Regions from separate parts of the Mus musculus genome. Here region 1 is linked to region 2. Evidence: chromatin contacts called from public promoter capture Hi-C data. All regions are on one chromosome and are shown on one strand. The core of a region is the stretch at or near the end of the contact, and the rest is flanking DNA. Distances in the headings are between cores, read along the strand shown. Region 1 holds the start of Adam30 (a disintegrin and metallopeptidase domain 30). Region 2 holds the start of Pde4dip (phosphodiesterase 4D interacting protein (myomegalin)).

Region 1 (5,800 bases), core at 332-2,831, 270 kb after region 2:
TGACCACATTTAAAATTCTATCTGGGAAGGGGAATATCATTTGAATGTAGACACATAAAGTAAATTTAAAAAAAAAAAGTTAAAATGAAAAAGAAAGTCTGTCTTTTCAGGTGACTAGCTCTCTCTCTCTCTCTCTCTCTCTCACACACACACACACACACACACACACACACACACACACACACACACACACACCAAAACAAAGAACCAAAACTTCACAACTGGCCAAAGTGCAGAGACTAAGAGTCTATGGAGTGCTCAGCCACAGAGGTATCTGTCACACCCTACACCACCCTACAGGTCTCAGGGGCCATCTAGGAAAAGAGGGTGAAAAGACTGTAGGAGCCAGATGCGGAAGGGGACCAAAGGAAACAGCATCCTCTAGGCATGATGGGATCTCCACAATTATGAGTGCAGAGCAGCTGTGGCTGCCTGCACAAGATCAAGATAATTAACGTTCCAGCCTGGAGGGCGGAAGGGCTGGCAAGCTGCCACCTCTGAGTATGGCGACAGCCTTTTCAATGCTCATGTCTTTCATTCAGGGAAAGTTCTCTGAGGCCTTCACCCCTCCATAAGTGCTGTGCTTTTCTCTCATACTCCTCCCCTCCCTTTCCTTCTCAGCCCAGAGTCATGCCTTCTGCCACACATTTTTCTTCACCATCGTTTTGTCATCTGTCACCTGTGCATAGTCATACTACAGTTATATTCACCATGTACCTTTCTCAGAATACCCCTGGATTTCTCCCGACCCCAACAAGTGCTTACTGAGCATGGCAACACTATCATGAAAATTCTTGACCAGCAGCAAAAGAGGCAAAAACCATCGTTTTCTAGTTCGGCCATAGAACTCTGAAAAGCCAGCAGCTGGAACCCTGGGGCAGGAGGGTGGGATGTGGAATCTGGGACTATCTGACTCGTGTCTTCAGCTTCTTGGAGAGACCCACCAGAAAATGGGGCACACTTACTAGTGAGGTGTGGGAGGTGCTATCAAATGTGGGAGTTTTTTGTTTTGTTTAGTTTTGTTTTTTGTTTTGTTTTGGTGGTGATGGTGCTTTTGTTATTGTTGTTTGTTTGAAACAGAGTTTCTCTGTGTAGTCCTGGAACTCACTCTGGAGACCAGCCTGGCCTTGAACTCACAGAGATGTGCCTCTGCCACTCAGAGTTCTGGGATTAAAGGCATGTTCCACAACCAACGGCCAAAACATGTGAATTTTTTTCTGTTCTCCTGTAGACAGGCTCCATAAGTTGTCTTCTGAGCCAATTTCCCTATTCTTTCTCCATTTTGGACACTACAACCACCCCTCCGCATCCCACATATTCAGAACACGCTGTAGCGTGCTCTTTATTCTATCGTGCTTGTCTCCCTCTATTTTTTTTTTTCCCGAGACAGGGTTTCTCTGTATAGCTCTGGCTGTCCTGGAACTCACTCTGTAGACCAGGCTGGACTTGAACTCAGAAATCCATCTGCCTCTGCCCCCTAAATGCTGGGATTAAAGGCGTGCGCCACCACGGTCTCCCTCTATTCTTAAGCGCGAGCTTAATTCACTGCCGGGTTAGGGGTTGGGGGTGGGGGAGGAAAACGGAACTGGATGCGTTAGGTAAGGGGCGCGCCTGGGGAAACCCGCCATCTAGGCCCTGAGAGTCCCGTTTTCCCAGGAAAGCCTGCCAGAGGAGCAGTGCGCCTGGGGCTCCTGCGCTTATAGAGGAGTCCCATGGAAATCTGATGCACAAACCAGGCTGGAGTTGCTCCTGCTACTCCTGGGTCCAGGACAAACCAAGCGGGGATAAATAGAACAGATCATGAGGTCAGTGTGGGCCTTCCTGCCCCAGCACCGCTGGCTGTTTCTGACGATGCTCTTTCATGAGGCTGTAGGCGAAGAAGACCTACTATTTGACCCTGACTGGGGCTTTGACTCATATGAAATCACCATTCCCAAAGTAATAAGCTTTAAGAAAGGGGCGCAGGGTGTAGACAGTTCTTTGTCATACCTCTTACAGATAGAAGGCAAGGCGCGTGTTGTTCACCTGCGACCCAAGAAGTTACTGTTGCCAAGACATCTGCCAGTTTTCTCCTTCACTCAAGAGGGCAGTCTGATAGAGGATTATCCGCATATACCAGACCAGTGTAATTACGTGGGCTCCGTGGAAGGCTCTCAGGAATCCGAATCTACTCTGAGTACATGCATGGGAGGTCTGCGAGGCGTACTGAACATTGACTCCAGATACTACCAAATCGAGCCCCTCAGGGCCTCTTCCAGTTTCGAACACGTGGTGTATCTCGTAACTGAGGACAACTTTAACAATGAGACTTGTGGTGTGGTTGATGAAGAAACAGGTGGGCAAACAGCCGAGGAAGAGGAGATGGCTAGGATAAGTAGTTTTCATCAGTCCTACAAGCACCAAAGGTACCTGGAACTGGTCATGGTCTTTGACCTGGATAGATTCGTGTTTGCCCGTGGCAATATGTCTAGGATGGTGGATGACGCCATTCTTTTGGCTTCAATTGCAGACACCTACTTTCAGGATGTCAGCTTGAAGATTCAACTGAAAGCGCTTGAAGTCTGGACATACTATAATAGAATACGTCTTTATTATCCCAGTTTATCTGAAGTTTTAGGTCAATTCGTGCATTACAAAAGAAACTCAATGCATCACCGGCTTCCCGCGGACTGGTTCCATTTATATATTGCGAGAAGATATATAGATGCTAATGCATGGTCCTGGGGAAGAGCCTGTGAAGAATTCCATGCTGGATCAGCAAGCAGCTTCCTCAATGTTAATATCCTTGGGCCTGCTACTTGGACTGCTCATGAATTGGGCCATTGTGTGGGGATGATACATGATGAGGAATTCTGTCAGTGTAGAGGTAGGAAGAGCTGCATCATGGGGACAGGACGTACAGGGTTTAGTAACTGTAGTTACCATCAGTATTTTTTACACGCATCTTATAAAATGTCCTATTGTCTGTCTGACTTCCCAAAGCTACATATCGTAGAGAGGTGTGGAAATAAAATTGTGGAAAACAAAGAGGAATGTGACTGTGGTTCTAAAGAAGACTGCAAAAAAGACCTGTGCTGTGGGCCGGACTGTAAATGGAAAGAAGGTGTCAACTGCTCCTCTGGGCTTTGCTGTCATAAATGTAACTTCCTTCCATCAGGATATGTGTGTAGGAAGGAAGTGAATGAGTGTGACCTCGAAGAGTACTGTGATGGGACCTCAGGTGTCTGTCCAGATGACTCTTACAAGCAGGATGGAACTCCATGCAGAAACGGAGGCTTTTGTTTCCGTAAGGGATGCAGATCCAGGTACCTGCAGTGCCAGTCTATCTTTGGGCGTAAAGCCAAGGAGGCCCCTCACCAGTGTTACGAAGCAGTGAACATGTTAGGTGACCAGTCTGGGAACTGTGGCATTGTAAATGCTACCCGATATACAAGGTGTCATAGAGGCAACACAATCTGTGGCAGGCTACAGTGTATCAATGTTAAAGCCCTCTCCAAATTTCCAGATCACACCATTATACTGTCCACTTATCTGAGGGGAGATAATCTCATTTGCTGGGGCACAAGCTATCATGGAACCATGATACCCCATGGGGTACCTGACATAGGTGACATTAGTGATGGTACCTCCTGTGGTCGTAATCGGGTGTGTCTTAACAGGACTTGTGTGGACTACACCAACCTGAAGTTTGACTGTTTACCTGACAAGTGCAATAGCCGAGGTGTTTGCAACAATAGAAAGAATTGCCATTGCTCATATGGCTGGGAACCCCCATTTTGTGTAGAGGTAGGATACGGTGGGAGCCTTGACAGTGGGCCTCCTGGACCCAGGATAGAAGTACTTTCAACGACTAGTGCTCTGTACATGTTGCGTACTATCTTATTCCTCGTCTCCATGATTGTTGTGTGTTTGGGGCAGCTGATAAGAAATTTGTTTCGTAATCGCCGCCGTAATCTCCAGCAAAAAAATCCAGCTGAGACGCAGGGGAAGAAGAGGTGAGAGGGAGCGACTGGTAGGCGAGGAGGGAGAGGGAATTGTGATCAGGATGTAAAGTAAATACACTAATGAATGAATGAAAAATAATCCCTTTGTTTTGTATTCACACAGGGGTGACTTTGGCACTTGGAGTGGCATTTTTGTATTCATGGCTCATGTTAAAGTCCTACTATCTGCAATACATTGTAGTGGGACTTTCTGGATCCTCCAGTTAAATGATGACACCGAGACTTATTAATTTGTTTGATAGCTTAGGCCTTTAGCTGGGCAGACTCTGAGCTATTGACTATCCTAGCCCACGACCTGCCACATGCCTAGTTACCTCTCTGCGTCTGCTCACATCTGGCCACCGCTTTGTCCCGCTGGTGAATCCCTGCTTCTAATGGTTTTCTCCCAGAGACCCTATCTCAGTTCAGAAGCTCTGCCTTCCCCTTTCTGCCTAGCTGTTGTCCACCAGTTCTTTATTAAGCCAATGGACAAGCGAGGGAGGTGACTGTTTATGCAGTATAAGGCAGGTGAGAAGCCATAAGAATAACAGTTCTCAGCTCTCTGCTGGTACAGCAGTCAATGGTTGGATATACAGAGACAACCTTCACACAGTGCATCCCAACAATCTATAGATCTTGCTTGGGATCCTTATTTAAGTATTTGATCAATGCTATATAGCTGGGTCACAACAATAATTTGAGATTCCCCTGCTTATCACTGATGCAATTCCTAGGCTTCTTTCTCAAAGACAAAAACTATAAAAACTCCCCAGGAGCAGAGTGTAACAGAGTGTGGTTAAATCTGTACCGTAAATTTCTTCCTAATATTAGTGTAATTTACTTACATTATTTTTACTTAAGCCACCCATAAGGGCATTAAAATATAAAACATGATTCAAATGTTAAAAAAAAAAGCAAAACCAAAAATAAAACAAAACAAAAATAGCCAAGACTCTATCTAAAGCAAAGAAGGTCAGGTCATAAATGTGACCAGCAATCCTGTCATCTAATATATTTGGTCATTTAACAAGTTCACCATTTATTCAAATGACTCTTCATTATTTTCCCAGAATGATATCGTGCAAATTTCCCATACATTTCAAATCAGCAAAAATAAACTATATTATTGTTTGGAAACAAAACAGTGCAATTTCTCCTCAGGATTCGGTTTCCCTTCAATTTGGGATCAAGCGTTCCATTACCTGAAAAGATGGCTAATGGTCTGTCTGAGTGCAGTCCCTGTCAGAGGACACCTGTGATGTTCAGAGTACAGCCCTGTCTTAGCATCCTGATGAAGGAAGCTCATTTCTCCCCTGAGTATCTTTCAGCTTCTTTGATGCTAGTATCTGCACCTGCTGCATGCACCTGTGCACCTGCTGCATGCACCTGTGCACCTGCTGCAGGATATACTTGGTGATAACACATTTTATAAGTTAGAAGAACAAACAAACACAAGTTAGAAGGGTTGATCCCTTCAGCGAGACTTTCCGTCATGTCTCTTCTGGTGGGTACAGACAATTCTGTCTGTCCCTGTGTGTTTCAGATGAGGTGAGCACAGATAGGCCCACTATCCTAAGCAATCATAACACCTGTATTCTGTATAGTCTATAGATGTCTGCCCCCAGCAGTCTCTTAACATGGCTGCTAACAAAAAATCATGTTTGCTGCATGGTTTGGGCTACTTTTGTGTATCAACTTGACAGACGCTGAAGCTCTCTGTGAAGAGGGAACCTCTGTTGAGAAAGAGTCTCAGTCAGATTGGCCTGTCCGTAAGTCTGGGGAATCATTTTCTTGATTCATGCTTGCTGTGGAAGGAT
Region 2 (6,557 bases), core at 2,129-4,628:
AAGAGCATGAAATAACAGGGTCTATGGTTTTATTCTGAAATGCTCCTCCTCCAGGCTTATGGTTTGAGCATGTGTTTCTCAGTTGACAGTGCTGTCTGGAGGCCACGAGACCATTAACTTTAGAAGGTAGTGCCTGGTAGTGGAGGTAGGCCACTAAGCAAATGGCCTTTTGAAGGCCTTTTGCTGCTGCTTCCTTGACCTTGGAATTCCCAGCCTCCCGGCTCAAGGAAATAAACTTCTGTGCTCTATAAACTATCCAGCCTTAGGTAATATGTTCTAACACCGAGTGAAACACTGACTGTGAACCTTGTCATTTGTAATGTAATCTTTACTGTTAAGGCCAACTGATTTAGAGAAGAAATGTGTGGACACAAGGGAGACTCAAGGATTCCCAAAGAAACCAGTCTATAACCTGTCTATAACCAGTCTATAACCTGGTTAACGGTGCTTACTTACTACAGATAGGGGAGAAGGCGTACAGAAGAAAGAGGATGGTGGTCAACTGTTTGAGGAAGAAAGGGCTCCTTCATGTCCTGGGTACTCTGGAGCTCTCATTTATTCCCTAGAAAATTAAAATCTACTGACAACTCTGCTCTTACTTCAAACAAATGTAGCAAGTATGTCACAGGACTTCCCTGAGCTAACAGAAGAGAAACTGCATTCCTGCATATATATATATAAAAAACCTTTATTATAAATTAATAATTTGCTATCAAATTTCGGGTGGTAGTGATGTGGATCTGTCAACCTAAGAAACAGTTAGGTTGAAGGCAGGACTCTGACACATTTTCTAAGTAATGCCACACTGCCGCCTCACAGGACTCAGCCAGCTTTCCAGGAAGAGACCATCTTTGATTTTATTTTTCTCCATCCATCTGGCTGCTTTAACGTTTGCTCCACGCTATAATGTTATGTCCATAGTTTAGAGCTGAGGCTCCAGAAGTCATTTGCATCAAGATAAGTTCTAGCCATCACCATCACTACTCAACCAACAGCACAAGTTAAACAAGGGTAGTAGCCACTGATGTTGACCAGCTGAGACTCAGGAAACCATGACTCCCCCACCCACCTTTGACACAGTAGCATCCATTAGAACCTTTGACAAGGTAGCATCCATTAGAACCTTTGACACAGTAGCATCCATTAGAACCTTTGACACAGTAGCATCCATTAGAACCTTTGACACAGTAGCATCTATTAGACCTCTGCTCTTACAGCTGCTGTGGAAAGTCTGCTTCCAGCTCCTAGAATGTTTATATTTTGTTTTAGTTCTGTTTTTTTTTTGTTTTGTTTGTTTGTTTGTTTTTTCAGAGACAGAGTCTCTCTGTGAAATAACCCTGCTTGTCTTGGAACTTGCTCTATAGACCAGGCTAGCCTCAAACTCACAGAGATCTGCCTGCCTCTGCCTCCTGAGAGCCAGGCTTAAAGGCATGCACCACCACTGCGCAGCTTTGATTTGGCTTTTTATTGATTTTTATTTGAAATTACAGTTATTTGCTTTTTAGTTAACATAAACAATGATGGGATAATTAGGATTTCTTATTTAATTATTTACGGGATTTGGGGTTTTGTTTTTCGTTTTTGAGACATAATTTTGCCATGTGGCCCAGGCTGGCTCATTACATAGATATGGACAGCAGGGTGCAAGCCTATAATATCAGTTGAGGCAACTGAGGGGGCTGAGGCAGGAAGATCATGAATTTGAGGCTAGCCTGGGCTATGTAAGAAGATCATATTGCAACACCTTACTGCCATAATTTAGAGAAACATATGTTAGTTAGCCCTACGAAATGTCTATTGTCAATGACAGTGAGATAGGTCACCCTCTATGATGAGTGTTTCTTTCCAGATAAAAAGTTCCGCTACTATATAGAGAGCAGGGGAGAAGCTATGAAATTTTAGAAGCATGTGTATGTGAATATACAGATTTATTTTTGGTCAAAGTTCACTCACATTTTTAAAACATAATTACATTTGGGCTAAAGTTTCACTATATATGTATATGGATGTCTCTTGCTTCATCCTTTAATTCCAATAATTTATTATGCATTTCTTAATAGAAACATGATGATCCCTTTAACTACTGTATAATCGAATCTTTGACTACATTTTCTTGCATAAATAGGTGTAGTACAATGAATGAAAGCAATTATGTTTCTTTGAATAGACAGACTCTATTTTCTAGTTCACAGATCCAGCCGACTCCGGAGTATGCAATACAAACCCAGCAACCCTTCCACTCTGAGGTCAAAACTCTTCTAATCCAAACCCCGATCCCATTCATAGGAAACTGAGGCCTAGAAAAGTCCCAGTTAGTTAAAGGCAAAGTAAAGACTTGAACCCACCATTGCCTTTCGATTTGAATGATAAGTACTGGCATTCCACGGGGGGGGGGGGGGGGGGGGGGCAGGGAGGGGGGTACAGAGGGAGGAGCTAAAAATTCTATGTCAAAGACGTGCTTACTTTAAAAATGGCAGCCATACAATCTGTCTCTTCTTTTGGAAATATTAATATGACAGATTTTCATCTTGCTGTTGCTACATGACGAACACGGGACCTAATCTGCCGGGTGTTTTCTAGGCCAGAGTGGAGGAAGGGTCTGGGTTCAGGTGGAGCTAGCGGCCCAGAGCATCCAGCCAACAGGCCCAGGCCGGGCTCCAGTGCTTCAAAGGAAGAAAAGGGCATCACCAATCTCCCTGCTGTTTCCAGCTAAGGCAAATAAATAAATATCCAAGGAAGAAGAGACTAAAAAAGGCAAAGATGAGAGCTCTGCAAATCCCCTAACTAGCCCAGCTCCTGAGTCACCTTTCCTTTGGCTCAGCCCAGCAGGTGTTGCCTCCAGCCTCACCCACATCGGTACAGATCAAGCAAAGACCTTAGGATAGAAACCTGGATTCCCACCATTTCTCCTGTGCATCATCAGCTGCACCTCCCAGCTATGCTCAACCCTGTCCTGTCGATCCTATTCGCTCCTGGGCCCCCCATCTCTAGCGTGCTCGCCAAACCTTCCCCAGTAACCTCCCGTGACAGCATAGATCTCCTGCCAAGCCCCCCAGCCCTGTCTAGCGAACCGTGCACCAGCACCCCTGTACCACAGCACACCAGCACCCAAGCGCCGCAGCTTCCCCTGCTCCCGCGGCAGATGCTGGCCACGTCTTACCTCATCCAGGGTGCCGCCGAGGCTGCCTCCTCCTCCTCTGCCGCCACCGCCCAGCTCCCAGCCCGCTCTGGGGGTCTTCGTTCCCGGCTGGAGGGCTGCCGTGGAGACTGGCGAGGTGCGTGGTGAGCCCAGCACGGCGGCGGCGCGTGGTGGCAGATGGACCCGCTGTCCGTGCGCTTCATGGTTCCGAGGCCTGGGCACTGTGCCCTTGCTATGATCTCTGCGTGGTTTCTTTTGGTTTCACCGGCTGCCCAGGCGCATCCTCCCAGCGTGGAAGAGCATCCAACCCAGATGCTGCGGCTGTGGCTGAGACGCGGCCAGGTTCTGCCTCCCGCGAGGCTGTCTGCCAACTGCTCCGCCCAGGCGCTTTTGGTCCTTCTGCTACACACGTAGCTGCCCTGCATCCTCTAGCATCTCCGCTTCGTTCTCCATCTGTGACCTCAGCCTGGCACTATTGTCATTTCCAGACCTCACTACTGCCTTTTCGTTCTGTGCATTCCAATGTCACCTTCCCCAGTTTCTAAGCTTAAAGAAGTCCCTGACAGGAGAGATGGCTCAGCGGGTAAAGGCATGTGCTGCTAAACCCTATGTTCAATTCTGGGAACCACATGATAGAGTCTGACACCCTCAAGTTGTCCTCCGACCTTTACATGTTCGCTGTGGCACACACACACACACTCACACACTCACGCAGAGAGATAATAAATAGATAAACAAATAATGACTAAATAAACTGTGATGAGTTTTAAAAAGTTCCCCCTGTTCTCAAACCTCTAGATACTTTCCGGGTATGCTCTCTCCCTCCCTAAATTGGCCATCCTTTTATAATTAAACTGTCCCTTTGCTGACTCCTGAGAATTCTACTCCAGCTTGTTGGCTAGCATCTTCTTTGCCCCATCTTCTAGAACCTTGTTTTGTTTGTTTGTTTGTTTGTTTGTTTCAGCATTGTCTTTGGTTATTGGAGGTGGGGAGCACTGTCCTGAAAAGCTGTTACTTTTTTCCAAGTTGAGATTTTCTGATGGTCATTTTCTAAGAACGCTTAACAAACAAACAGTATCCACCATCAGACCAAGTGAGTGCTGTCATTTAAAAACAAACAAAACCACACACACACACACACACACACACACACACACACACACACACACACACACACACACAGAGGTGTGGTGGAGCAGACCTTTAATCCCCGCCCCTGAAGGAAGAGGCAAGTGGATCTCTGTGAGTTCCAGGACAGTCTAGGTTATAAAGCAAATTCCAGGTCGGCCAGGGCTGCATAATGAGACCATGTCTCAAAATGAAAAACGTTACCAAGACAAACTGGTTTATCCTTGTGATCTCAACTATTTGGGAGGCAGAGGCAGGAGGATCAGAAGTTCAAGGCTAGCCTATCTCAATACAAAATGAAATGGGACCAGGAGATAACCCATTGGTAAGCACTTATACCCTGTGTGCAAGGTCTGGGTTCTGTCCCCAGTACTTACAAACACACAACCGATAGGCTGACTAAATCCTCCCTAAGTGGCCATTCCAGCAGCCTGCTTCTTATACTCTACATCTCTCCCCCAAAGAACAGAGATGAGACAGTTTCCAGCAACGCTGACAGCTTCTCCCACACTGTCGTATACAGCACCAGGCCACTAGGCAAGCAAAGTTTGTCTTTGTGGCTGTGCGCTGTGGATGGAGAAGTTCTTAGGCAGCAGCCATGATGGACTCAACACAAACAAAGCCCAACTTATCCCCACCATCCTTCCCTGGAGTCCCCCCCTCCCCCCCCACGCCCCCCTGTGGTCTGGTTTTGTTTTTTGTTTTTTATCTCTTATCTCAGACCTATCAGCCACCCAGCTACCAGAGACGCAAGCCTGAAGGTTGCCAGAGATAAAGCTCTTGTGCATCCATCCACACAGCCTCTGGTTCTTTGTCACCCATCTTTATCTTGCGCATCCACACAGCCTCTGGTCACCCATCTGTATCTCTAATTGCTCCTCCCCAGCACAATCGCTGCTGCCTCCAGAAAATTAAGTTATCAATCGGTGCCTCATCGTTCTTAATCTACATCTCCCTGGCCTTTCCAGTCTATCTCATCTGGGCTGTTTATCTTACCAGAGGATTTGACGGAAATCTTCTAGTCTGTATCTCCTCTTTCTCCTTGGGCGCTAACTCCATCTGTGACCGACCCGCATGTTATCCCATTCCCGTAAGTCCTTCCGTCTTTGAGCCTTTCTCAGGCTTTCTCATCCAGTTTGTTTTATATGGAACCATTTGATGTCTATGCTCCCATCTGCAGCCCATGTTTTACCTCCTGGTTTTCTGTAATGGGTTCGAATTTCATTCAAGGAGTCATGTATTAAGACAAACCTTTTTACACAACACCAGCCAGCAAGACTGAAAAGAAAACCACACAAGGCTCAAGGAGAGAGCGCTTGCCTAACATGAGATCTTGGGTTTGACTTGGAGCCGAGGAAGAAAAGACTTTGTTAGCATAAGGAAAGTAGTAATTTGTGAATGCCTGCTTAAAAAAAATTAAAATCTCATCATTACTAGATAAAATGAGAAAATGTGGTACCATAACATTTTGTCCCAATCACCTCCACTAAGAATCTATTACAGGATCCTAAGGTAAATTTGAGAAAGGGCTGATGGGACAAGTTACAGGTTATTTGCTTTCCAGAGCTGTTTGGATTGCTAGCTTTAGTACTGTCTCCGTTCCCCAGAAATTGTTGCACACCTAGGGAACAGGGGGCACATTGAATTGCTTCATGGCCCTGTTTCCATATTCAACTAGTCCTTCGGCACTCTCGAGTGGGTTTAGAAAGGAGGGGTATAGGGCAACTGTGTGAGCGTGACCCCGGCAGCAGGGACTTGAGGACAAAACACTGTGAAATAACCCGAGAAAGACAAGAAACAATCTAAGCGTATAAAGCCAAATCCAAACAATCTAAAATTATGCAAGAGTAAAGCTCCATGACGCAAGCATCCGAGTGTCAACTGAGTCTACTGACTTGTTTTCCCCCACAAAATATAAGCTACCGGAAGCTTAGGAGATGGCTCCATGCGTAAGGATGACAACACAGGCTCAGATCCCTAGCACCTGTGTACAATCAGCTTGGCGGCAGGCAAGGGCTGTGCTGGGCTGTTCTCACTGCCTTCCCTGCAGTCAGACTCCCAGTCTTCTTGCATAAATTACAGCTGCTCCATCAAAGACCACACCAGATACATTGCCCGCATCTTTTTTTTAGAAATTTCCCCCTCAAGGAATTTAGTTCCAAGGCCGAACACCGACACTGACATCCGATTCCTCGGGTACCACTCCAAGATTCTGCTCCCATTTCCTAGAGCCTTCGGGGCTAACCGTAAAGGCGGTGTGCAGCGCGCAGCGGGGCTGAAACTGGATTTG

The links. Promoter capture Hi-C pulls out the DNA fragments that hold promoters and counts their contacts.
Region 1: a contact with region 2 is called in a promoter capture Hi-C map of neural stem cells. The contact joins the promoter of Adam30 here to the promoter of Pde4dip in region 2. A contact is called at or near these places in 15 of 39 promoter capture datasets (the 3T3-L1 cell line, the C10 cell line, the HPC-7 cell line and 12 more), 1 of 15 datasets of contacts at CTCF or cohesin (stem cell-derived epiblast-like cells), 3 of 484 Hi-C or Micro-C datasets (bone marrow-derived macrophages and embryonic stem cells), 4 of 115 datasets of contacts at active chromatin or transcription factors (embryonic stem cells and stem cell-derived neural progenitor cells) and 2 of 9 other capture datasets (embryonic stem cells and liver).

The regions. Positions count from the first base shown.
Region 1 is chr3:98,159,053-98,164,852 of GRCm38.p6, forward strand. Adam30 (a disintegrin and metallopeptidase domain 30) reads left to right here and starts at 1,582. Exons shown (of 1, transcript NM_027665.2): 1 at 1,582-5,117. The coding sequence starts at 1,801. The coding sequence ends at 3,999.
Region 2 is chr3:97,885,329-97,891,885 of GRCm38.p6, forward strand. Pde4dip (phosphodiesterase 4D interacting protein (myomegalin)) reads right to left here and starts at 3,379. Exons shown (of 47, transcript NM_001289701.1): 1 at 3,161-3,379. The coding sequence starts at 3,342.